2 separate regions of the Triticum aestivum genome follow, and region 2 is linked to region 1. A link is a contact called in public Hi-C data. All regions are on one chromosome and are shown on one strand. Each heading gives the region's core, a stretch centred on a gene start, on an enhancer-like site or on the middle of the called end of the contact. The rest is flanking DNA. Distances are from core to core; before and after follow the strand shown.

What was found. A called contact is a pair of places that touch in the nucleus more often than the background predicts.
Region 2: a Hi-C map of leaf shows a contact between it and region 1, with 3 times the contacts expected there. The contact joins the promoter of LOC123046295 here to the promoter of LOC123046294 in region 1. A contact is called at or near these places in 2 of 5 Hi-C or Micro-C datasets (both in leaf).

What each region holds. Positions count from the first base shown.
Region 1 is chr2B:613,119,198-613,125,497 of IWGSC CS RefSeq v2.1, forward strand. It overlaps LOC123046294 (protein indeterminate-domain 4, chloroplastic), which reads right to left and starts at 3,006. Exons shown (of 4, transcript XM_044469618.1): 1 at 2,678-3,006; 2 at 1,847-2,145; 3 at 58-457. The coding sequence starts at 2,069.
Region 2 is chr2B:613,779,147-613,785,446 of IWGSC CS RefSeq v2.1, forward strand. It overlaps LOC123046295 (protein CHROMATIN REMODELING 19), which reads right to left and starts at 3,795. Exons shown (of 12, transcript XM_044469620.1): 1 at 2,640-3,795; 2 at 2,440-2,557; 3 at 724-764; 4 at 165-415; 5 at 1-60. The coding sequence starts at 3,587.

The DNA of each region.
Region 1 (6,300 bases), core at 1,756-4,255:
CAGGAGACAGTATATAGGTAGAAGAAGCTGGGTAGGGAGCAGTGGCTGGTAAGTTACCGGGAGAAGAGGGTGCCGCAGTCGCAGCGGTACTCGCGGGTGCCGCAGATCTTGGAGTGTGCCTTCCAGTCCGACTGCACGGCGTAGCGCTTGGAGCACTTGTCGCACTTCCACTTCTTCTCGCCGTGCTTGCGGCAGAAGTGCTTCTTGATGCCGGTGAGGTCGCCCAGGGCGCGGGACGGGTCGTGGTGGACGCACGTCGGCTCCGGGCACAGGTACACGCGCCTGCGCTGCACCTGGTTCGGATTCTTCTGCTTCAGCTTCCATGGCAGGTTGTGGCCGCGGCGGTGCAGCTGCAGATTCTGCTCGCGCTGGAACCCCTTGTTGCACACCTCGCACACGAACCGGTTCGTCGCCATCAGCGTCTTGGGCGACAGCGCGATCACCTCCGCGTCCGGGTCTGCAACCAATTCCACCATGCATTTCATCATCAAATACAGTGCATATATACAAATATGACAATTAGCTTTGCATACAAAAAAGGTATCCCAATTGATGACTCGATACGTCATGCATAAGACAATCAATAAAACGCTTGGAAATTAAGAATGGGTGGCCATATATTTAGGGCGTTCCATGCTTGGACAGGTAGGAAGGATATATATGCTTCTAGAAGAGCAAATATTTGAGCAAGGGTCTTATTAATTATATGCTGTGGGAAATTTCTTAATGTTGGAGTATTAATTTTCCTTATCTGTGAGGCGCTCGCACATGATCAATGAGTGAATAATCCCATTGGAGCTAGTAGAAATCACGGATTTGAGAAGATATCGTTGCTTACTTCCCTGGGTGGGGGCCGGTGAGCTAGAGAGTAGAGACAAACTAGAGCACGGAGAAGAGAATATTTGCATGAGATTTTGGGGAAGAAAGAAGTTTGCAGGAAGTGATATAGAGAACAAAGGAATTGTCATGGATTGTGCCCTCGCTCCTGCTTGCACCTCATAATTGGGGAAAAGAATTGAATGAGCTCCAGTAGAGAGGATGACAGCTCATGTACATGGAATCTTGGAGCAAGAAAAAAAATAAGAACCGGATATTTTTCCTCAAAAATATATCCAACTAGTATAGTATACGGTTCTTCTTTCCTACCAAAGATACATAAAAACTAAAAAAATCGAGTTAGAAATTTTGGAACCGACTGATCTGATGAGAACACGAGACTTTGGAAGAAGAAGAAACCGGCCGTAACAAGGAGGAGCCTACTCGATCCAGAGCCACGAGTAAAGTACCCTAGTTCCTGTTCGTCACCTGAATTAATTGTCCTCCTTTCAGGTGATAGTACAGAGCTTTAAATGAACTCGTATTGATTAGCAAGGAGCGACTTGAAGGCCAAGTATCTTCCTCGAGGCTACAGCTAACTTCGAATTGAAGTAGACCCTGAGTATAGGGGAACGGATCCAGTGAACCAGGGATAGATGAGAAATTAAGGAGTTACAGTAAAAGAGTACAAGCTGGGAAATTAGGGAGTGAAATTAAGGCGTGTGTAGTAGCAAGAACAGACTGTCGCTCAATTACACACACGTCAGTTACTACACACAAAAAAAGGTGCAAATTCTCCAGCAGTACCAAGTATTAATTCACTACCAAGCAAGAAACAAAGCAGAAAGTAACTGAGTAAATAAAAGAGAAGATACTGAAAAATAGAGAGAGAAAACCCCAAGTGTGCGCATGTGAGAGAAGATGCTTGCACTGTCAGGAACCAAACGATAAGACGCCAATCAGTCCAGACAAGACCTTGCAGTTAGCATGCATGACTGGAAATATTAACCAGGGTCCACGATTAGATTACCGGGTAGAGTCCTCTTCTTCTTGGCCGGTGGTGCCGCCGCCGGAGCGCCCTGGCTGGACGCAGCAGGCGCCGCGCTCCCCACGCCGGACAGTGCCACCGCTGCCAGCTGCTGCTGGTGCTGCTGCTGCTGCTGTGATATCAGCGGTTTCAGCTGGTCTTGCTGGTCCCCATCCCTCATCCCGAAGAACGCCGCCGCTGCCGCTGCCGATGAATTCGATGCCATCGCCTCCCAACCTACGTCGTCACACCAACTCCGGATTGTTCTTGGATTGGCAGTGCTCCTTCTTCTTCCCCCTTCGCTGAAACAAAGCAAGATTTTCCATGTGAGACGTCGCAATTAAGAGAGTAAAAACTGACACTGCACAGCGCATGCAAGCAAGCGACCATGAGAGAGAGATCTGGAAGACTCTTGCTCCCCGAGGAAAATTAAGGAGGAGAAGGACGAAGACGACGAAAGAAGCACAACTGGTTGGGAGGAAGAGGGAGCAGATGGAAAGGCCCCAAAATTCCCTGAGCGCGTGATGGCTATACCTATCTCATATACCTTGGAACCGATCTGAAACAACAAACAAATCGACAAGAAGCCGAGAAAAACTCCAAGGCCTCGGCCGCTTAGGACCCTTCCGAGATTAACAAAAGAACAAAGTGGACAGGGAAATCCAAACAAACAAACAGTTGCACTCAAAACAAAGTAAAAAAAGAGAGAGAAGGCATACGAACAAAAGCTCGCAAACACCCACACCCACAGAACTCACATACATACAGATATTTAAAAATTTGGAAAGGAACGCAACAAGGAACTAGAGGAGGAGGAAAAAAAACATGGGATACCTCACTCTCTCCCTGCTAGCTTCGTCTCTTGCTTGAAACTGAGGGGATAGAAGTGGAGGAGAGGGGGCGGAGGAGAGGGCCGGGGAGAGGCTAAGAGGGTTGTTGTCTCATTTCTTTCATCTCCTTGTCATACTTTTCTTTCTCTATCTATCTCTTCCCTCCCACGCTCTTATATGCCCCCCTCTCGCTCTATAAAATTAATTGCTGAAATCTTGCCTCTGCTCTTTCCCAGGCCTATGCACACCATGGAAATATATAAAAGATGGGGATTATATATACAGGCCGGAGCAGGAGAAAGGGGGAGAGGAAAGAGAGAGGGGATGGGGGCGGGGGCAAGCTCACGCAGCCCAGCGGCGTCGTGGAGCGTGTGAGGGTCGGGTCCACCGACTGCTGCGTGGGGCTTACCTCTCGCCATCTCACACGCGCGCGCGCAAGGCCTTTTCTTTTCCCCTTGTTTAGTTTTGGTTTTCTTTAGAGGTTTATTGTTGTGCGATTGCAGCCGTGTGCTTAAGTTTCGTGCCTTGCTAGCACGTTACTACAAATTAAAAGCATGGCTTTGGATCCCCCCTGTTACCTAACTTCTGTTAGACTGTTTTAACCTTTTTGATGATGCTAGTTTGCACGCATATGTTTGGCCATGTTGTGCAACAAACATCACATTCTCCATCTGAACGTTTATGAGTAAGCCACAAACATAAATCTGTAAAGGAGCAAACCGGCCTAGGAACTTTTTGTTGCGCAATCTGTGGTACAAAAAATGGCTATACCAAGTTACCAACCACCGCGTATTGCCATTGAATTACCTGCAAACTAAAAACATAGAGAACGTTACATTGATATGTAAAAAAAAAACACTGTCGTTGCGGCCACCGTTGTAAACAAGAACAATGTAATCCGGGAGGAACGCAACAACTCACCATCGACAAAGGAATGACCTAGAGTGACTCATGAGGTGATTCGTGTAGTGATAATGGTGGCACACGGGAGCAAGACGTCACCATGGGGGACTTCAAGGTTCATACCCCACGAGCGGCTCCCCTCTTACCCTTTCCTATGCCCAGCCCCATGACTCCACCCTAATTCATTCTGATCAACCACCCCGAGACCATTCCGCAATTTCGATCTGGCGATCCAGTGCCTCTTAACTACTAGAGATTAGGTGGGGAGCGGCTTGGGAGCACCTGAGGGCGGTGACGGGACGGGATCAAAGAAGCTAGATCGGGTCTACGAGATTTGTAATTGGTTCCCCAACATAAGGGAAATGCATCGGGCATCAGAAGTTGGTGTTGAGGGCGACGAAAGAAGAGAGGAAGACGACAATAGGTGAATTACCTAGAAAATAAAGGATAATGAATGTTACAAGGATATGTAAAAATAATGAGATTGCTGTTGCGACCACCATTGTAAATAAGAACACTGTAATCTGGGAGGTAACACAACAACTCAACATCTACCGAGGAATGACCTGATAGAGAGCGGCTCGGGAGGCGATTCGTGTGGCGATAATGGTGGCACACAGGACCGACACGTCACCATGGAGGATCTCGAGGTTCATGCCCTACGTGTCGCTCCCATGTTATCCCGTCCTATGCCCCTCGGATGTCAATGAAGGTGGTGTTGAACAATGGGAGACGGTGCCTACTCCATCGAGATCATGTATTGGGACACGAGAGAGAGGTTCCTACACATATCCGAGAAATAGGTGGCATTGTCGCGAGTTCCAGTCATGAGAGTTGGCCCAGAGGAGCAGTCCGTTGGAGTGGTACCATCTCCAACATCTGCGAAGCATTGAGGATGAGCAGCTCCTCGGACCCTTGCGATGGTGTGGCATATGTTTGATATGGTTATGGTGCGATTGCGGGTGTAATCATGCACATAATCGTTCTTCGCCAACCAGGTCAAGTATCCAGCCTGTCTAGCAGGTGGGCATTGTCCTGGCTTGTAGATCAACCGAGGTAGGTGTTCGGACCTCGAAGCCCTATTGACTTTTGGTCCGAGCTTTGAGGGGATCTGTGTTGGATTGTTTCCACCTCTGCGTTTGGGTACCTCGGGAGCACGTCTGTTTGCTCCAGCTTGTCGATCATCAGTCTGAGGAGATCGGCTGCTAGCGGGGCGGTTGAGGCCTTCAGCCCATTCGCTCTTAGAAAAAAAATCTATCCTCGGCCTCCACATCGATTCCATCCAGCAAGTTTCTATGGGTGTAGGGCCGCCTGGCAACTGTATGTTACAGCTTATCCTCAAACGCCTGCTTGGCTTGGAGTAAGTCGGTCCATCTGTCATTCAGGTAGTCCTCTTCCTCCTTAAGATGTTGAGACTTGTTTTTCATTCTCTTAGCCATATGGGCCAACCGTTTATGCAGGGTTTCAAGTTGAGGGCCCTCAAGTGACTGCTCAAAAGCATCATAGTCATCGGGGTCGAGGCTTCACTCTTCCTCGACCTCGGGGTTGTAGTCGCCATAGTTGGGGTCGTCATCATCCCTGTTGGCCTTGTCGTTGTTATCGCCGGTGTCGCCATTACAGGTGCCACCATTAGCTGCTAAGCCATTAACAACATCACTGTTATGTGTACCGCCGTTTCTTGCATAGTTGTTGCCAGTGCCCCCATTATGGTGACCTTTGCATCGTTGCTTCGGGTTTCCTACTCCTCCACTATCTTTGAGGGTATCTAACATGTAGACATCATAGGTGGGGCGGTGTCTGAAGTTTGACGTCTGCATCCATGTCGGTTGCCTCCTCGGAGGAGCTGACTAAAACTCTGGTTAAGTCCTCGAGTTAATGACTAGATTGGTGGTGGGTGGGCAGAAGTTCCAGCTTTTCTGGGCTCCTCATAGATATGATTGTAAGCCAAATTCCCATCGTCCAAGATTGCGACCTTTTGAATTCGATCTAACATCTCGTTCAGAAGCGCCTTTTCGCTTTCATCCATGGCTCATCATGTCCAATGGGAGCTAGCCTGAGATCCGGACTATCATGGCCTTGGTGCTTCCTCAAACAGGCTAGATGCATGGTCCGTGCTCGGTTCTGGACTCGAGACCTGATCCAAGGTAGATATCACGCCATCATCCTGTGCTAGGATTGATTCCAAGACCTGGACAGGAGTGGCACTATACTCTTTTGACTTGGTCTGACACCCAACTCAAAAATGCGAGAATCCATAGTGTACTCCAGTTTCTCGAATCTAATTACCAAGCCTAGCACAAAAGTTTTGATCTAGGCGAGGTGATTTGTTGTATTTGCATGAAGGATGATGTTTCCGAAGGCAAAAGGCTACTCCGAAAAGAAGGTCATGACAGAGCCAATCCTGTCATCGATCTGGAGGCGAGCCATCGAGCTATTTCAACTACATAGGGGCATGGGCCACTAATGTCGGAGCTAAATTCGGAAGATCTCGGGTAGGGGCGCCCAATCTAGTAGCCTTGGCTAGGATGGTAACAAAGATACAAGGCACAGAGGTGTTCACCCAGGTTCAGGCCCTCTAGAAGAGGTAAATGTGGATGGGGCACAAAGTACATATAGGTGATCTACCACGAGATCGTATGAGGATGAATTTGTCCTATAAGGTTCTATAACCTTGCTTTATATAGATACCATGGTTGCCTAGGGTTACACATAAGTCGGTTGTAC
Region 2 (6,300 bases), core at 2,545-5,044, 660 kb after region 1:
ATCAATACACAACTCCATTTCCATCTTTTGAGTGCCTTGCGGTCATCCTTTTGTTGAGCACTGCATTATGGATCAAAGCAGCACATAAATCTTCTAAAAATATGCAGAATCATTAGTGAATCTCCATAAGATATTCTGTTTTTCCACCCTAAGGGACTACAAACCTCCGTCTTTCGAAGAGCGAGTAGCCAACAAGTAGGACATTAAATGGAGCTGGACATCCTGCTTTGCCTAAGGAACTTAACTCCTTTGAGAAGGCAGTCCTTCCAGCACCATGAAACATGATGATCGAAAACGAAGGACACCACTTCTTAAGTTCCCTTTCCCAATTTTCCAACACTGAAGCTGGGCAAACTATCAGGTGTGGACCCGGGTCATCATATAGATGTTGCAAGAGATTAAGGTAAGTCACAGCCTGTAAATAATGAGACCAAATTCAAACATTAAGAAATGAATAATGAATCGGCACTCAAGTATAGGGCAAATCCTACTAATCAGTTTATTCTTGGAAATGTCACAAAAGGCTACAATCAAGTTGCATTTTATAGTATGTGTGCATAATGACAAAAAAACACATGAACAACAGTCCATTAGGACACAATAATAATGGACAGGGCGCAAAAACATCAAATTTGAACAAGCTAACTTATCATGCTTTAGTACTACCAGATTACGATGATTGATTATTTTCATTTTTACTTAAAACACTGTAAGCTTGCTTACCTGGACTGTCTTGCCGAGACCCATTTCATCAGCCAAAATTGCTGTAGAAAGGAGAGAAGGCTAACATGAATAATAGTCTTTTGAGCAGGGGAAAGTTAGAACATGATAAAAAAAAATGGAAAGAACCAGTATGAGCGTTGACTGGTACTACTCTGATAACCTCACAAACATAATATATGTAATGCAAGACAACATTGTTTCAGTCTTGCAGACCAGCAAGCACTAACACGGTACATTAGCACATGACAAGACAAGGTTTTCTGTACCGCATGAAAATTCTGATAGTTACAATGTAAATATTTTTACTCGGTGCACCTTTACAGTAAATTCGAATACCTGTACCTCATTTCATCAGCCAAAATTGCTGTAGAAAGGAGAGAAGGCTAACATGAATAATAGTCTTTTGAGCAGGGGAAAGTTAGAACATGATAAGAAAAAATGGAAAGAACCAGTATGAGCGTTGACTGGTACTACTCTGATAACCTCACAAACATAATATATGTAATGCAAGACAACATTGTTTCAGTCTTGCAGACCAGCAAGCACTAACACGGTACATTAGCACATGACAAGACAAGGTTTTCTGTACCGCATGAAAATTCTGATAGTTACAATGTAAATATTTTTACTCGGTGCACCTTTACAGTAAATTCGAATACCTGTACCTCATTTCATCAGCCAAAATTGCTGTAGAAAGGAGAGAAGGCTAACATGAATAATAGTCTTTTGAGCAGGGGAAAGTTAGAACATGATAAGAAAAAATGGAAAGAACCAGTATGAGCGTTGACTGGTACTACTCTGATAACCTCACAAACATAATATATGTAATGCAAGACAACATTGTTTCAGTCTTGCAGACCAGCAAGCACTAACACGGTACATTAGCACATGACAAGACAAGGTTTTCTGTACCGCATGAAAATTCTGATAGTTACAATGTAAATATTTTTACTCGGTGCACCTTTACAGTAAATTCAAATACCTGTACCTCATTTCATCAGCCAAAATTGCTGTAGAAAGGAGAGAAGGCTAACATGAATAATAGTCTTTTGAGCTGGGGAAAGTTAGAACATGATAAGAAAAAATGGAAAGAACCAGTATGAGCGTTGACTGGTACTACTCTGATAACCTCACAAACATAATATATGTAATGCAAGACAACATTGTTTCAGTCTTGCAGACCAGCAAGCACTAACACGGTACATTAGCACATGACAAGACAAGGTTTTCTGTACCGCATGAAAATTCTGATAGTTACAATGTAAATATTTTTACTCGGCGCACCTTTACAGTAAATTCGAATACCTGTACCTAAGAAGACTTACCAACTGCTCGTTTTAGAAGACAAAGGCAGCATAAGGATCGAAAGAATAGGATGCTCAGTGACAAGTGCCATGTTATCATGTATTTACTACTCCCTCCGTCTGGAAATACTTGTCGGAGAAATGGATGTATCTAGACATATTTTAATTCTAGATACATCCAACTTTATCCATTTTTGCGACAAGTAATTCCGGACAGAGGGAGTACTTAGCGAACTAAATGCAACTGACAATAAACAAGTGGGGTGAACTCAGATCCATCAGTTTGATGTCATGGCTAGATGTTACTGATGAAAAGGAAGCAATAGTTTGAGCAAAGACCACTTCATTGGCAGATGCCTTTCCGATGCAACAAGCATCTTCGGGTTCAAAATTTCAATTCACAGAAAATCACCTCCGCCGATGCCTTTCTGATGCAACAGTAGAAGGAAATTGACCCCCACAAGCTGGTATGGTTTCAGCACCGGGTTGAATTCCATGTCCTCGCTTGTGCATGCTGCATCCACATCTTCCTGTTCTCATATCCCATTGCATCAGAAGACAAAAACTCAATAGTTCAAGACCTGTAAACTGCATCAAAACTGATAAGTGTACCTGAGTGACAATCCGGACGGTGGAGGCATCTGTCTCAGCATAGCTTTCGCAATTCCGTGCTGAAGAACCATACAGCTCCTGCCTCAGATCAACCGAAATCCGTGAGCACCTGCGCAATGCCTTCCCCACCACATCCCCTTCCACCTCATCTGCCTTCACACTACTCTGCCCATTGTAGTCCCCATCTTCATCATCCTCGTTCTCCAACTCCGACCAGTTCACCCCATCATCCTCTTCTTCATCTCCTACCTCCACCACACCAGCAGCCACGGAGCCATCACTGTCATCATCGTCCTCGATCACGAATCGGCGACCAGTGGTGCGGCGCGGCCGTGATGACCTCGGAGCAGGGTGGTCGGAATCATCATCTGCGAGATCAGAGTCATCATCGGCGAGGTCGGAGTCCTCAAATGTGAGGTCTAAATCTTCCTCTTCCTCGGAGAGATCAATGGTGGCGGTTGCCAGCCGTCGGCCAGTGGAAGGGCGCGGCCGCGATCTCCTCGAAGCAGGGAGGTCGAAATCGTCGTCTTCGGGGTCGAATTCGTCTTCGGGTTCGAAGTCGTCGTCGGAGAGCGCCGCGACGATGGCGGCCTTGGAGGGTTTAGGGTTGTGCCGGGAGGATTGGGTGGACGGCGTGGCCCGCCTAGGCGGGCTTTTGTGCTGGGGACGCTTGAGCACGCGCGAGCTATCCTCGGCGCGGCGCGCCTTGACGCTTTTCCCCAGGTCGAAGTCGTCGTCGTCGTCGTCGTCGTCGGAGAGGACGACGGCGGCGCCGTTGCTGGTGCCGACGGCGGAGGAAGCCTTGGGGTCGTAGCGGAACGAATCGATGGGAGGGGGAGGCCGCGCGGGCGGCTGGGGGCTCCGGTGGGGGCGCTTGAGGACCCGGGAGGGCTTGAAGGTGTGGTTCGACCACTCGTCGTCGGAGATCTCCTCGAAATCCCGCCGCATCGGGGCGGCGGCTGCGGGCCTGCGGGTTCCTCTGGGGTCTAGGGTTTCGGGGGGAGGCGCGCGAGGGGGGCGGGTATGGTGCTGCTCTCCTAGTAGGCGAGGATCCGAGGCGGCGGCGGCGGCAGGGGGTGAGCGGGAGAATTGGGGGCGAAGACGAGGAGGCCGGGAAACTTTGGCGGCCCTAGAGAATGGGGAAAACGGAGCGGCGCCGAACAGAGCGCCAATTGCCTCCCAGGAGGAGGACGATTCGTTAAATTTTGCCGTTTTCAGGGGTGGTGTTTGTTTTTTCCAAAAAGTTTTGGAATATCTTTCCCTGGCGTGTATGAGCGGTGTACGTCACTGTGTTTGGGAGTCGTGGCAGAGGGCCGTGTTGCCGTCAGACCAATGAGATGGACGGTGGACCGATGATTCTTTTTTTTTTTTTGAAATTCACTCCTTCCCTTTATTAAACTAAATTAGGAAGTTCATCAGAAACAATGCTTAAAATACAATCTGGGGGGACATCTCCCACGACACCGAACATTATTACAGAAACCGAAACGGGCAATCTCATGAGCCGCTTTATTTGCCTCCCTTCTCACCCAAGTAGCTCTGAACTCCCCCAAGTTTGTGGCCATCAATTTGATTTCTTCCACCAAGATACCCACCACGGACAGATTTCGATCTTGCTCATTTAGCATCCTAGCCACATTAAGGCAGTCGGTCTCCAAGTGGAGCTTGGGCACATCTCTTTGCAGCGCTAGTTCGACCGCCCTCCTACATGCCAACAGCTCCGCCAACTCTGCCGATGTGATATCCGGGTGAAAAACTGCATCCGCACCTCTGAAGGCACCCTCCTCATCTCTGAACACCACTCCGCCACCTCCACTTTGCCCCGTCCGCGACAGAGCGCCATCGACGTTGGCCTTGAGTCAGCCTGATGCCGGTGGTTCCCATCTAGCGCGTTGGGGAGGAGGTGTTGAGTTCTCCTTTTGGCCCCGTACTTTCTTCCATTCCTCCATGATCGCTGCTACCCTCCTCGCCACCATGTTGGCCTCCTCAATTCGTTTCCCATCCCGGGTTTCATTCCTTGCCAGCCATATCGCATACAAGCCCTGAACCATCGCTAATTTCTCGTCCTCTGAAGAATCCGCAAACCACTGAAGCAGCCATGATGCAACCGAACTCTGGGTGTCCGTCGACCAAGGTGGGATCGCCACCCTTGCACCCAATACCGAGTTCAGCTCCTTCCAAAAAAGTATGGAATGGTAGCAGCCCCAGAATCTGTGATATACCGTTTCTTCCCTCCCACACGCTGGGCAGAAAACACCGGGCTTGATCCTTCTGCGAAGAAGCTCCGAACCTACCGCCAATCCATTCTTGATCAACCGCCACGCATGGATCAATACTTTCCCTGGCGCGTTGGTGCCCCACAACGCCAACCAACTCCGGTGGTTCACCGCAGTAGAGGACGATCCTGGCTGTCCAGTTCTCGCCTTCTTCTTCTCCATGCATAGGTGGTAAGCAGATTTGACGGAAAACTTTCCCGTGTTTGTAAAATTCCAAGCTAGGATGTCCTCCGTACCCGGTCCACCCACGCAAATCTGTAGAATATCCTGCACATCGCCGTTGGTGAACATTGCTTCCAACTTGTGTCGATCCCAACCGGTAGCCTCATCATTTAGGAGATCACTCACCCTCGTAATCCCCGGTATATACACCTGGCCCAGTGGCCGTAGGCTGCCTTTGCGAGGGATCCAATTATCATGATGAATGCATATGGTGGATCCGTCACCTACTCGCCATATAAGACCGTCCAAAAGCAAATTTCTGCCATGCAAAATGCTTCTGAAAGTGTACGATGCACCACTCGGACAGGTTGCATTTAGGATTGATCCATGATCATAGTAGCGTGCTTTGAGGACGCGTCCACAAAGAGAAGACGGGACCTGCAATAATCTCCAGGCTTGCTTGGCGAGTAGTGCTTGGTTGAAAGCTTCCATATCTCTAAAACCCATCCCTCCCTCTTGCTTGCTCTCACACATTTTCTTCCACGCTATCCAGTGAACCTTCTTCTCACCATTTGCCTCACCCCACCAAAATTTAGAAGATATAGATGTCAGGTTCCCGCACAATTTCTTGGTAAGTTGGAAGCAACTCATGGTGAATGTTGGGGTTGACTGGAGCCCCGATTTGACCAACACCTCCCGAGCCTTTTTCGATAGACCTTGCCCTTTCCAGCCGGTGACCTTACCCTTTGCACTCTCCCGGGCATATTTAAAAGTACCCTCCTTAGATTTCCCCACCGCAGTGGGCAGTCCCAAATATTTCTCACCGAGAGCTTCAGAAGTAATCCCGATAATAGCCTTAAGATGATCTTTGGTGTCCTCTGTGCTTCCTTTCCCGAAGAAGATAGAAGATTTTTGTAAGTTAACTTTCTGTCCCGATGCTGCCTCATAGTCCTGCAGGATTGTTTTGAGAGCAAGAAGATTACTTTCAGCACCTTCAAGGAACACTATACTGTCATCAACAAAGAGGAGGTGGGTAACGACGGGGCCAGTGCTCCCAAAAGAAACCCCCTTAATGTCACCAGAACTTTGTGCATGTTCCAGCAACGCTGAGAAGCCCTCCACACAAAACAAGAACAAATAAGGTGAGAGGGGGTCTCCTTGACGGAGGCCCCTAGACAGCAGAAAAGAGTCCGAGATTCCTCCATTGAGCTTCACCATGAATC